2 separate regions of the Sus scrofa genome follow, and region 1 is linked to region 2. A link is a contact called in public Hi-C data. All regions are on one chromosome and are shown on one strand. Each heading gives the region's core, a stretch centred on a gene start, on an enhancer-like site or on the middle of the called end of the contact. The rest is flanking DNA. Distances are from core to core; before and after follow the strand shown.

Region 1 (5,977 bases), core at 3,436-5,935, 210 kb after region 2:
TTTGGAGGGTTATTTTTGGCTTTAGGACCTAAACTGATATTTAGGTATTTGAAATAGGCTATGTGGAAAAACTAGATCTTGAAGTGAGATGAACAAAATCAAATGATGGTGTCTGCTGTGTTCTGAGTGACTTTTTTTTTTAGGGCCACACCTGTGGCATATGGAAGTTTCTGGGCTGGGGGTGGAATCGAAGCTACAGCTGCTGGTCTACACCACACCCATGGCCACACCAGATCTGAGTGGCATCTGCAACCTACACCGCAGCTCATGGTAATGCTGGATCCTTAACCCACTGAGCGAGGCCAAGGATTGAACCCACAACCTCATGGAGACTCTACGTTGGGTCCTGAACCTACTAAGCCACAATGGGAACTCCCAAAGTCATTTTTATAGTCACAGCCAAGGTAGGTTAGGGACCACATGCCCCCGAACACCTCCCAGCTGCTTCCCCCTGCCTCCTAGTTCATCCATCCATCAGCCCCCCACCCTGGGAGATCAATCCCCTCTTCCCCGAAACCCCACACTGGCCTTAGTGTCCTCAACCACAAACCCTGAAGCTCTTGAAATACAAGTAATTAATCTCACACAATCCAGTTAGAAACCATGACGCTAGACATCAAGGAGGGGGTGACCTCCTCCTCTGAGGAGGCCAGGTGGCAGCAGAGGCCAAAGGGCCTGCAGTGAGGGGGGTGGGGGAGGAGAAGCAGGCGGGCCCTAACATCTCAGTTTTATTCATGGATTTTATTCCGGTTTTGATGAAAAGCCTTTTGAGAGTTTCTAAAAAATCGTGGTAAAATATAAACAGCATAAAATGTACCCTCATCATCACTTTTAAGTATGCAATTCACGGGCAGTTAGTATACTCCTGTTACCATGCAACCATGACTGCCATCCACTCCCAGAACCCTTTTCTTCTTGCAGAAACTCTGCACCCATGGAACACGGACGCCCCATGCTCCTCCCCCAGCCCTGGCATCCTCCACTCCATTCTCTGTTCCTGAATCTGACTACTCTAAGGACCCCGTGTACATGGAATCGGATAGTATTTGCCTTTTTGTGACCAGTCTACTTCACTGAGCATAACGTCCTCAAGGTCCATCCATGTTGTAACACGTGTCAGAATGTCCTTCCCTTTCAAGGCTGAGTGACACCCCAGTGTGTGTATAGAGCACATTCTGATTACCTACCCGTCTGGTGAAGGACGCTTGCGTTGCTTCTACCTCTTGGCCGCTGTGACTAATGAATGTGGGTGTGCCAAGTTCTCAAGAGGCTGCTTTCAATCCTTTGGGGTCTACACCCAGAAGTGGCATTGCTGGTTCATGAGGTAATTCTGTGTTGAGGTTTTGAGGAGCCGCCATACTGGTCTCCACAGTGGCTGCGCCGTTTTACATTCCCACCCATAGGGCACAAGGGTTCCAACTTCTCCGCCTCCTCACCAACGTTTGCTGTTTTCTGTGTCTTGCTTTTGTTTTTGTTTGTTCTAAGAGCTGACCCAGTGGGTGTGTTTGAGCCAGGGGTGGGCATGAGCTGCTTTGTGCTTGGCAGATCCCTCTTGGCTGCTGTGTATAGAATACAGGGCACACCACTGACCACCCTGGCCTGGAGGATTTTGAGGACAAAGAGGCCTCCGTGAAGATGTCTGCAGGGACAGTGTGCTAAGTATTGTTGTCCCAGTCAATCCAAATAGGTGGTCACTTATGTTGCCAGGTGAGAGTGAAAAACTCTGGAGGCCACAAGGAGGAGGAGGCGGCAGCCACAGAGACAGGTGCAGGGGTGGCTCTGGAGGTGGGGGAGGGGCTTCATCCCCAGCAGAGGGGACCAAGGCCAAGGTTAGTTAAGGTGGTGGGAGAGGAGCTGAGAGGGCAGACACAGCGTGGGGAGGCAGACAGCCATGACCCCTCTTCTGTGAGGACAGGCAGGAGAAGGTGGGTCACTGCATTCCCACCCCCAAGCTCCCCAGGCCCGACTGTACCCCAGGCTCCCCACCCCCACCTGACTGAGCCCAGGTAGGAGCTGCACATGCAGCCCGAAGGGCTCAGCCCCCCGGGAAGCCACAGGACCCAGCATGTCTGTGGCGTGGGCAGGAGAAAGCAGAACCAAGAAAGATGGTTCTGGAGAGCTGCAGTTGCCTGAGAGGGTGACAGTGCACGAGGCGGAAGAGGTGGGTCATCTTCTCTTCCTCCATCCAGCTACACATTTGTTTTGGGCCGTTTTCTGTATAATTTTTATTTGACAATAAAATGGTTAAAAAGAAGGAAGGGAAGGAAAGGAGACTCTGTTTGAACACTTGAGGGGTTGATTGCCCCATTTTCCTGTGACTGGGAGCTGGGGACCCCTGGGGAGGGAGAAAAGAGGGGTGCTTCCCCACCTCAAGTTGTGAGACACACACAGAGGGGCAGCATGGAGCCAAGACAGCTTGAGGCAAAGGAAAAGCCTGAAGCATTTGCTCCAGCTGAGTCCGAGGATGAGGGGACCACTGGACCCACTGCTGCAGGATCAGTGGGACAGGAGAGCAGGCCAGGCAGCCGAGACTGGGGAGGCTCAGCCCCTGGAGCCATGGGGATGCTGATGGGCTGGGAGCTGGCTGGTCCAGACCGTCCTCATTTGGGGCAGCTTTGTTTATTTTTTTTTTAGAAAACGACTTTCTTGGCTCTGTAGTTGAATTTAGCACTAAGTCTTCATGTGGAGTTCTACAAAGAACAATACCTCCATCACCCTTCTGGCTGAAGGATTTAAGAATATTCGTTTATATTATTTAAACTTTCACATTTTATAAACATTCATTTTGCATTATTAAAACGTAGTTTTTTTTCTCCCCAACTAAAAGTAAATCTGGGCTTGATCTCAAAAATATACAAACAACTCGTACAGCTCAACAACAAAGAAACAAACCACCCCATCAAAAAATGGGCAGAATTCGACATTTCTCCAAAGAACACATGGCCAATCGGCACATGAAAAGATGCTCAACATCACCAATTATTAACAAAATGCAAATCAAAACTACAATGAGGTACCACCTCACACCAGTCAGAATGGCCATCATTAATAAGTACAAATAACAAATATTGGAGGGGGTGTGGAGAAAAGGGAACCCTCCTACACTGTTGGTGGGAATCTAAGCTGGTACAACCACTATGGAAAACAGCATGGAGGTCCCTCAGAAAACTAAAAATAGAAATACTGTATGATCCAGCAATCCCACTCCTGAGCATATTTTGGGACAAAACTATAATTCAAAAAGATGCATGTACCTCTATGTTCACTGCAGCACTATTCAACAATACCCAAGACATAGAAACAACCTAAATGTCCATTGACAGATGCATGAATTAAGATGTGATATATATATACACACACACACACACAATAGAATATTACTCAGCCACAAAAAAATGAAATAATGCCATTTGCAGCAAAATGGATGCAACTAGAGATTCTCATACTAAGTGAAGTAAGGCAGAAAGAGAAAGACAAATGCCATATGACATCATTTATATGTGGACTCTAAAATATGGCACAAATGAACCTGTCTATAGAACAGAAACAGACTCACAGACATGGAGAGCAGACGTGTGGTTGCCAAGGGGGAATGGGGAGAGAGCTGGATGGATGGGGAGTTTGGGGTTGGTAGATAAAAACTAATACATTTAGAATAGACAAGCAATGAGGTCTTACTCTGCAGCACAGCGAACTATATCCAATCTCTTGGGAGAGAACATGATAGCATAAGAAAGGGAATATATATACATATACATACATATGACTAGGTCACTATGCTGTGACACAGAAATTGGCACAGTAGTGTAAATCAACTATACTTTAATGAAAAAAAATTTTAAATGGAGTTCTTGCTGTGGCGCAGTGGGTTAAGAATCTGACTACAGAGGTTCAGGTCTATGCAGAGGTGTGGGTTTGATCCCCAATATGGCACAGTGGGTTAAAGCATCTGGCATTGCCACAGCTGCAACTTGGATTTAATTCCTGGCCCAGGATGCTGTAAGTGTGGCCATTAGAAAGATAAATAAATAAAAATAAATAAATTAAAAACATTTTTAAATTAAAAAAACGTAAATCTGTGTTCTGCCGCATAGGACCCAGTGCTCTGTACACTGCTGGCTTGTTGATGGATCAATTATTTTCACTTACTTATTTTTATAAATTTTTAACTTAGGGGGAGTTTCCATAGTGGTGCAGAGTAAACGAATCCAACTAGGAACCATGAGGTTGTGGGTTCCATCCCTGGCCTCGCTCAGTGGGTTAAGGATCTGGCGCTGCAGTGAGCTGTGGTGTAGGTTGCAGAAATGGCTGGAATCCCATGGTGCTGTGGCTGTGGTGCAGGCTGGCAGCTGTAGCTCTGATTGGACCCATAGCCTGGGAACCTCCATATGCCATGGGTGCGGCCCTGAAAAAGACCAAAAAAATTTTCTTTAACTTAGAACAATGATACTGGCCCTTGAGGAAATGGAAGCCTTCCAGGTGGGCTGTGCTAGGGGCGGGCAGGCAGGTACTCCTACATTGGAGGTTCTTTCTAATCCCCTGAAAGTGAGCTATTTATACCTTGAAATCCGTGTTTTTAAGGCAATGTATTCTTATGATCTTGCATAACTCCCATTATGTCAGAGAACAATTTCCACTGTCCTAGAATCATATAAACCGTGTTCTGAGAGCTCAGGACAGGTGGCCTGGGTCAGCGGGATTCTCTCTCTGTCGGCTGGCTTCCTGGGACCCCTGTCACTGGCCTTTGTTCTAGTGTGCTCCTGGCCAAGGAACGGCTGTGATGGCTGCTTACTTTATCTTTAGAGGACTGACTGCTGCTTTGCAAGCTTTGCCAGGAGGATAGAGGCTGTGGAGCACAGGGAGGGAGGCAGGAAGAGCTCAACTGGCCCAGGGGGAGGAACAGACTCCGCCCCTCCGCCCACCTGCTCCGCCCACTGGAGGAGGGAGGGGATTTCGAGGAGGCAGGTGAGACAGCAGAGATGCGAAGGGTTAAGGCAACCCGGCCAGAGGGCCTGGCGGAAGAGAACTTGGAGTGAAAAACCAGAAGCAGGGTGTGGGACGAGGATGTTGGAAGGTAAAGGAGGGTGCTGGTAAGGTGGCAGAGTCCCACATGGGTTAAGAAGTTTGAACCTTCCACAAACCATTAATTTTATTTATTTATTTTTAAATAGGGTGGGAAGGAATGGAAGTGGGGTCACCACCTTTATTTTGCCATGTGAGGACACAGGCCTGTACAACTCATTGCATCAACTATTCTAATGCTTTTGTTGATGAAAAGACCCCCTTCAGAAAAAAAAAAAAAATAGGAAGAAAGGAAATGTCAAAATAAAGGACCATACTTCTGAGGACAGCTGGCAACCCCGATCTTACACTTGCCAAAGCCTGAGAACGTTAACACCGAGGGCAGTTTGCACAGACCAGCTCTGCCCCCAACAGGGAGCCCTGGGGAGTGACCGAGCCCTGGTCCAGTCTGGGGTCTGGGCAGGCGGGGAAATGGCTTGGGCTGAGTGCTGGTGTCCAGGAGGGGACGCCAGGAGGCGTTGTCGGGACCTGTCCTCCTAAAATGCCCCTGGAGCTGGCCTCTCAGCTGCGGCCACCCCCAGCCCTCATGGCTCACCTGGACCATGACTGGCCTTCCCACTGCTCTCTCTGCTTCTCCCTCCTCCTTTCATAATCCATTCTGTGCATGGTGGCCAGAATGAGCTTTGAATTTTTCTTCCATTTTTTTTTTTTTCCTTTTCTGAGTGTGCATGCAGCATGAGGAAGTTCCTGGGCCAGGCATCGAACCTATGTCACAGCAGTAACCTGAGCCACAGCTGTGACAATGCTGGATCTTTAACCTGCTGAGCCACTAGGGAACTCCAGCACAATCTTTGAAGAAGTGACCTGATCATGTTTCTTGCCTGCCAGCATCCTTAGCAGCTGGTCGCATGAATCCCAACACTTGGACCTGGGGCCCCGCTTGAGCAGCGTCGGT
Region 2 (6,131 bases), core at 1,460-3,959:
TTATGCAATCTCAGATACCTGGTGTGTTTATGGCCCAGGGTAATTTGCACTTCAGCAAACAAACAACTCCCCCAAACTCTTAATAACATTACCTTTTTCTGGTAGGATACAATTTACCTTCTGATTAGAGTTCAGATAAATGCAACCTTTATTTATGACAGGCAGTATAAACTAGCTTAAATTGGACATGCTTCAGTTCAAATTCTAACCCCACCATGTACTAGTGATAGGACCTTGGGCAATTTTCATAACTTTTCAAAGCCGTTATTTGTTTCTTCACTGACAAAACAGTGATATTAACAACACATACCTCATAAAGTATTAAGTGGGATTTGTGCTGAGGCATAATAGTTAGTGCTCAATAAATGTCAGATAATAACAATAATATGTAAAATGAAAAAAAGGAGCTCCTTTTGCTCCTTTGCCACACCGGACATATAAAACTTATCTGAGAAGTGAAGAGAATAAATAAATGAATTGACAAATAAGCTTTTGCTCAAAGAATAGAAATTATTTCTCCTTGTGTTATGGCAGAGACTGCTGGGTCTGCTGCTCTATGCCACTGATGCTCTTTGATGGAAGAAACCCTGCCCTGTTTTATCTCAGTATCCCCACAGCGCCTAAACAAGTGCCTGGCACATAATGGGTGTCTGCCAGATGGGTGGATGCATGGAAGGATGGAGGGATGGATGGAAGAACCAATACTGATTTGAGGACATCACAGGTGTCCTTCTAGGTATTTCTTTGAGTCGCCAGTAGAGGGCGCAAATGCTCTCAAAAATAAATTAAGAAGCAGCCTGGCACAGACTTCGGGGGCTGGGGGTGGGGGCGGAATGGTAACAGCTTTTCAGCAGAACAGCTCTTTGTAGCACCCTTCAGGACCCTTCTAGGTGCAACCATGATGCCATAAGAACCTCTCCCTCATAGTCCAATCTTTTTTTGGGAAAAAAAAATTATATGAAGCCAGCATCTAAATAAAAGCTCCAAGCCAACAGAGTAGGTAGGAAAGTGCACTGAAGTTGGGACAAAGGACTTTTTCAGGGTGGGGTGGGCAAGGCAGGGGAGATTTGCTGCTGTGCACATCCATGCCTCAGCTTTAGCGACAATACAGTATAGAATTTTATGGCTTAAGAATGTTTGTTTTTTGTTTTTTTTTCTTTTTTGGGCTGCACCCTGTGGGCCATTCCCAGGCTAGGGGTCTAATAGGAGCTGCTGCAGCTCAGCTGCCAGCCTACGCCACAGCCAGAGCACCAAGGGGTCAGAGCCACATCTGTGACCTATACCACAGCTTGTAGGAATGCCAGATCCTTAACCCACCTAGCAAGGCCAGGTACTGAACCCGTGTCCTCACGGATACTAGTTGGGTTCATTAACACTGAGCCCATGTCCTTATGGATGCTAGTTGACAGGACTCCAGGGTCAGTTATACAGAAATATGAGAGACACAGTTCCCTAATTTCAAGTGGATAAAGTCACTAAAGGAAAAAAAAATACTCTAATTTTCCAGAACAAACCAATCCTACACTCACACGTGGTTTTTCACTGTTCTTACATGCCTAGCTTTACAAATACTTATTACTAGAGAACATTTTCATAAGTTTGTTTTGTTTTGGTGGGGTTTTTGTTTGTTTTTGTTTTTGTTTTGTTTTTTTGCTTTTCAGGGCCTCGCCAGAGGTAGATGGACGTTCCCAGGCTTGGGGTCGAAGCGGAGCTACAGCTGCCAACCTATACCACAGCCACAGCCACGCAGGATCTGAACAGCATCTGCAACCTACAGCACTGCTCACTGGCAACATCAGATCCTTAGCCCAATGAGTGAGGCCAGGGATCGAACCCACAACCTCATGGTTACTAGTTGGATTTGTTTCCACTGAGCCACATTGGGAACTCTGAGAACATTTCATAAGCACAGAATATAGATATTGTATAATGAAACCCCATGCATCCTTACTAGACTTCAGAAATTATCAGTATTTTGTTCTTATTTAATCTACCCCCCACTTTTTGGAGAGGGAGGGGTGGGGTAATTTTTACTTGCTTATTCTTTATGCTTGACTCAGGTATTTTTTTTTAACATATTTTGGCTAAATATTTTGGAAGGTATTTCTTTAAACCCTTAAACCTGCACAAACATGAAGAAAGACTCTTTGAGGACTTGCTCTCTGGTTTGATGATCTGTGGTTTTTCCAAGTTCGCTGGAAAATTCCACTGCAAAGATAAGGTCATGTGGGAGGGACAACTGGGGCCTGGTTCCCACGTTCATCCCTTACAAAACTCTGGTTCTAGACTTGGGGGTCCACAAATTGCACTTGTCATGAGGAAGAAAAAGTATATAGCCCTTCAGGCCAAGGAGTGAAAGAGATAGCCTCGTGTCCCTGACATTTTAGACTTCAGCTTTCATGTGGAAAAGAGAAAAGTCTGGGCTCTGAGCCGGATGTTCAGCTGCCTACCTTGATTTTAGCAGTTCCTGGCTTAATGCCCCCTTCCTGTTAGTGTAAAAATTCCATTCAAGTAAATGGATTCAGGAGTTCTAGCCTTGGACCCAGGATCCGTGATAAAATATGCCCGTTGGGAAATAAGCAACAACTAACACCTTGATGACTGCATATCTTTTCACATAAATGCGGCAGTCTTCTCCCTCCGCAATCTGGGGCAATTTGGAAGTGTCCCTGCGGCGGTGGGGGGAGCACAGGGTTGTGGGCGGAGCGCGGGGCTGTGGGCGTGGCGGGGTGGTTCAGCGGTGCGCAAGCGCACCTGTGAGCATGGCGGCAGGTATGGGGCTTGGCTGGGCTCTTCGCCTTCAGGGAGGGCAGGGCGAGAGGGCTGCTCTAGGCATCTCTCTGCCTCCCACACCTCCGCACCATCCTGCATTTACCTCAGCTCAGGGCTGCGAACGTGGGGTGTTTCTATTTGGATGGTGAGGAAGTGGGAACAGCAGTGCCGGAGCTCCAGCCACTTCCCCCAGGGGTCTCTTCTGCTTCTGTCTATCTCCCCTAAGTGGATGCCAGTGCTTACCTCTCTCAGGGCAGACTCCAAGGTGGGCTATATTACGCGGGGTCAAAAGAATGCACTTTGGCGAAAAATATAGCCCTGGACTGACTTAAGCAAAATTGGTTTAAAAAAAAAATTATCCTTGAAAGCTAAATATATAAATATTTTATATAAGATATAAATTTTTTCCTCCAAAAAGAATCTCTGGAAAAGATTCAAAGAAGTGATATCTGAGGGTTGGGTGGGTCGCAGTTAAAAGCAGCTGGAGTTAAGCACAGTTAAGAACACACAGAATTTCCCTTTGTGGCTTGCAGCAGAAGCAAATCTGACTAAGAAACTTGAGGTTGTGGGTTTGATCCCTAGCCTCGCTCAGTGGCTTGGGGATCCGGCATTGCCATGAGCTGTGGTGGAGGTCACAGAAGTGGCTTGGATCCCATGTTGCTGTGGCTGTGGTGTAGGCCAGCAGCTGTAGCTCCGACTCAACCCCTAGTCTGGGAACCTCCATATGCCAGAGGCACAGCCAGTAAAAAGGCTGTGAAAAAAAAAAAAAAAAAAAGCACCCAGAATGCCCCAAATGGCATGCCACAAATGGGATGGCTTGGATCCAGGCTGGTGTCAGTGCAGGGTGACCAATTACCAAACACATGAACGAAAGTGCAGGTGATGCAGGAAATAATGTGCCCAGCAGAGTGAGGCTGGGTGAAGAGGATGTCATGAATGTCACATGGCTGGGAGCTGGGGATGGAGGAGGTGGGATTTTTTCCCTCCTACTTGGCTGGTGGATGTTTCCATACATTTGGCAGGCAGGGCTCAGAAAGGCAGCAGAAAGAGGTTTTGGAGGAAGTCCTGCCTGCCCTGAAAGGGTGGACAGAGCTCGGCGGACCACTGGCCCAGGGAGGGGGCATCACCTGGACGTTGGAGTCCTGGACCAGGCAGAGCTGCTCCTGGATCTTGTGGAGCTCTTCCTGCTGCCACCGGATGTTGGCTTGCAGGATCCTCGTCCGCTGCTCCAGCTGGTCTTTGATAGTCTGGAACATGCTGAGCTGTGCTGAAAACTTGAGGGTGGGGTCAAAAAACAACCAGATGAAAGAGCTATTTCAGCCTTGCAGACAGATGCTGCTGTTGCTGCTCTGAGCAGTGCTGAGCACTTTCATTTCCGGTCCCTTACCCATCTTTTTCAGCATCCCTAATGAATGACCCACAGTTGGCAGGGGGGCTTGCCCGCCAGTGAGCAGGGGCTTGGGATGAGGACTAGCCATCCCAAGGGTCTCTCAAGCCCACCGGAATCTGCAGGTCTAAGTTATTGTGCTGCAGACTGGGAGGGCTACAGAATTGGGACATGATTTTGTAAGCAGCGCAGAGCTTATAAGCGGATATTCCAAATTGGGTTGGACGGACAGTTGGTTTTGGAGAGGAAGGAGTGTCAAAAGCAGGGTACCAGAATTTGCAACATGATGTGATCTTGGAGGGCATTAGGCTAAGTGAAAAAAATCAGCCAGAGAAAGACAAATACTGCATGATATCACTTATATGTGGAACCTAAAAAAATACAACAAACTAGTGACTATAACAAAAAAGAAGCAGACCCACAGATGTAGAGAACAAGCTAGTGGTTACCAATGGAGGGAGAGGGGCAAGATGAGGGTAGGAGATTAAACAGTACAAACGTGTAAACTAAATAAGCTATAAGGATATACTGTACAGCAAAGGGAATAAAGCTAGTACTTTATAATAGAAATAGAAAATAACCTTTAAAAATCATGAATCACTATGTTGTATACCTGTAACTTACACGATAGTGTACATCAACTATATCTCACACACACACAAAAAAGCAAAGCATCAGAGAGCCCCCCTCCCTTTTTTTCTCTCATCATCCAATTGACATGCAAATGACAATCTGCCTGTGACAGCTTCACATGTAATTCTGGGTCCTATCAATGTTCTAAATCTGGTCCTGGCAAGTGGGGCTCTTATGGAACAATTCACAAACCACTTGATAGTGCTCCAAAACCGCCTGGGCCCACGGAAGTCTTGTCGCCCTTCCTCACGTTCCTCTGGCTCTCTTGCTGCCTCGCACCTCTTGGAAATGTGCATCAAAAAGAGCTAGGGAGGAGTTCCCCTTATGGCTCATTGGCTTAAGGACCTGCTCTCTGCAAGGATGTGGGTTCGATCTCTGGTTTCACTCAGTGGGTTACCAATCTGGCATTGCTGTGGCTGCAGCTCCACTTCAATCCCTGGCCCCGGGGAACTTCCACATGTCGCAGGTACGGCCATGTTAAAAGAAAAACGCTAAGGAGAAGTCTAATCTTTCCATTCACGCTAGGGGTACCATATGCTGGTAGAGGTGACCACACACAGGGACACTGACACCTGCCATGCACAAGAGCACAAACGTCCCCTGCCTCCCCCTCCTGACTCCTTCCTGGGATGGAGGCTGGCTTTAGGAAGACCTCCAAGGTGACCTCTGCCCCATGTCACCTGTCTGCCTCAACACAAGGTATTTTCCTTGTAGGACACGTGTGGAGAGCAGAGTAGGGGATGGTGAGATGCGAGGTGACGCTGGCACTCCCTGGGTTGCCTGCCCACTCCAAGCAATCGGGGGGCTGTCCATGACCCACAGTTATCAGGGAAAGTGCATTTGCTGGACTGGGGCTTCTGCTCTTTTATCTTCTCCTCCTTCCCCTTCCCTTCCTACTGTCCCCCACCCTCTCCTCCTTTTTTTTTTTTTTTAGGGCCACACCTGTGGCATATGGAGGCTCCCAGGCTAGGGGTCAAATGAGAGCTACAGCTGCCAGCCTACACCACAGCCACGGCCATGCCAGACCCTTAACCCACTGAGCGAGGCCAGGGATTGAACCTGCAACCTCACGGATCCTCGTTGGATTTGTTTCTGCTGCGCCACAACAGGAACTCCTCCTCCTTTACAACGACTTGACCTGCATTCCCTCAGTCTCTATCCCAACAATCTCCCTAGCCTTGTTTCTGCCCCAGCGTCTTGGCAAACACTCCCAGGCACTGTCGCTTTTCCTCTGCCCTTTGACCTCCCACCCGTGGAAACGCAAACAGAACCCAGGTGGGACACACCCAAGGATTGGAATGACAACTGCATTTCTGGAGCAATAATAACAATAATAAGA

The links. A called contact is a pair of places that touch in the nucleus more often than the background predicts.
Region 1: a Hi-C map of omental adipose tissue shows a contact between it and region 2, with 2.7 times the contacts expected there. The contact joins two enhancer-like sites. A contact is called at or near these places in 1 of 5 promoter capture datasets (liver), 15 of 47 Hi-C or Micro-C datasets (alveolar macrophages, embryonic fibroblasts, epiblast stem cells and 7 more) and 1 of 2 datasets of contacts at active chromatin or transcription factors (skeletal muscle).

Annotation. Positions count from the first base shown.
Region 1 is chr3:53,521,911-53,527,887 of Sscrofa11.1, forward strand. No RefSeq gene overlaps it. Among named protein-coding and RNA genes, the nearest start is that of NPAS2, 35 kb to the left of the region's middle. Within about 2 kb of position 4,686, at least 8 of the 83 cell types and tissues checked have an H3K27ac peak or open chromatin away from gene starts, as enhancers often do. A contact at or near this core is called in omental adipose tissue, where this site is marked.
Region 2 is chr3:53,310,917-53,317,047 of Sscrofa11.1, forward strand. NPAS2 (neuronal PAS domain-containing protein 2) reads right to left here. Exons shown (of 21, transcript XM_021087167.1): 16 at 3,900-4,046. Among named protein-coding and RNA genes, the nearest start is that of RPL31, 19 kb to the left of the region's middle. Within about 2 kb of position 2,710, at least 8 of the 83 cell types and tissues checked have an H3K27ac peak or open chromatin away from gene starts, as enhancers often do. A contact at or near this core is called in omental adipose tissue, where this site is marked.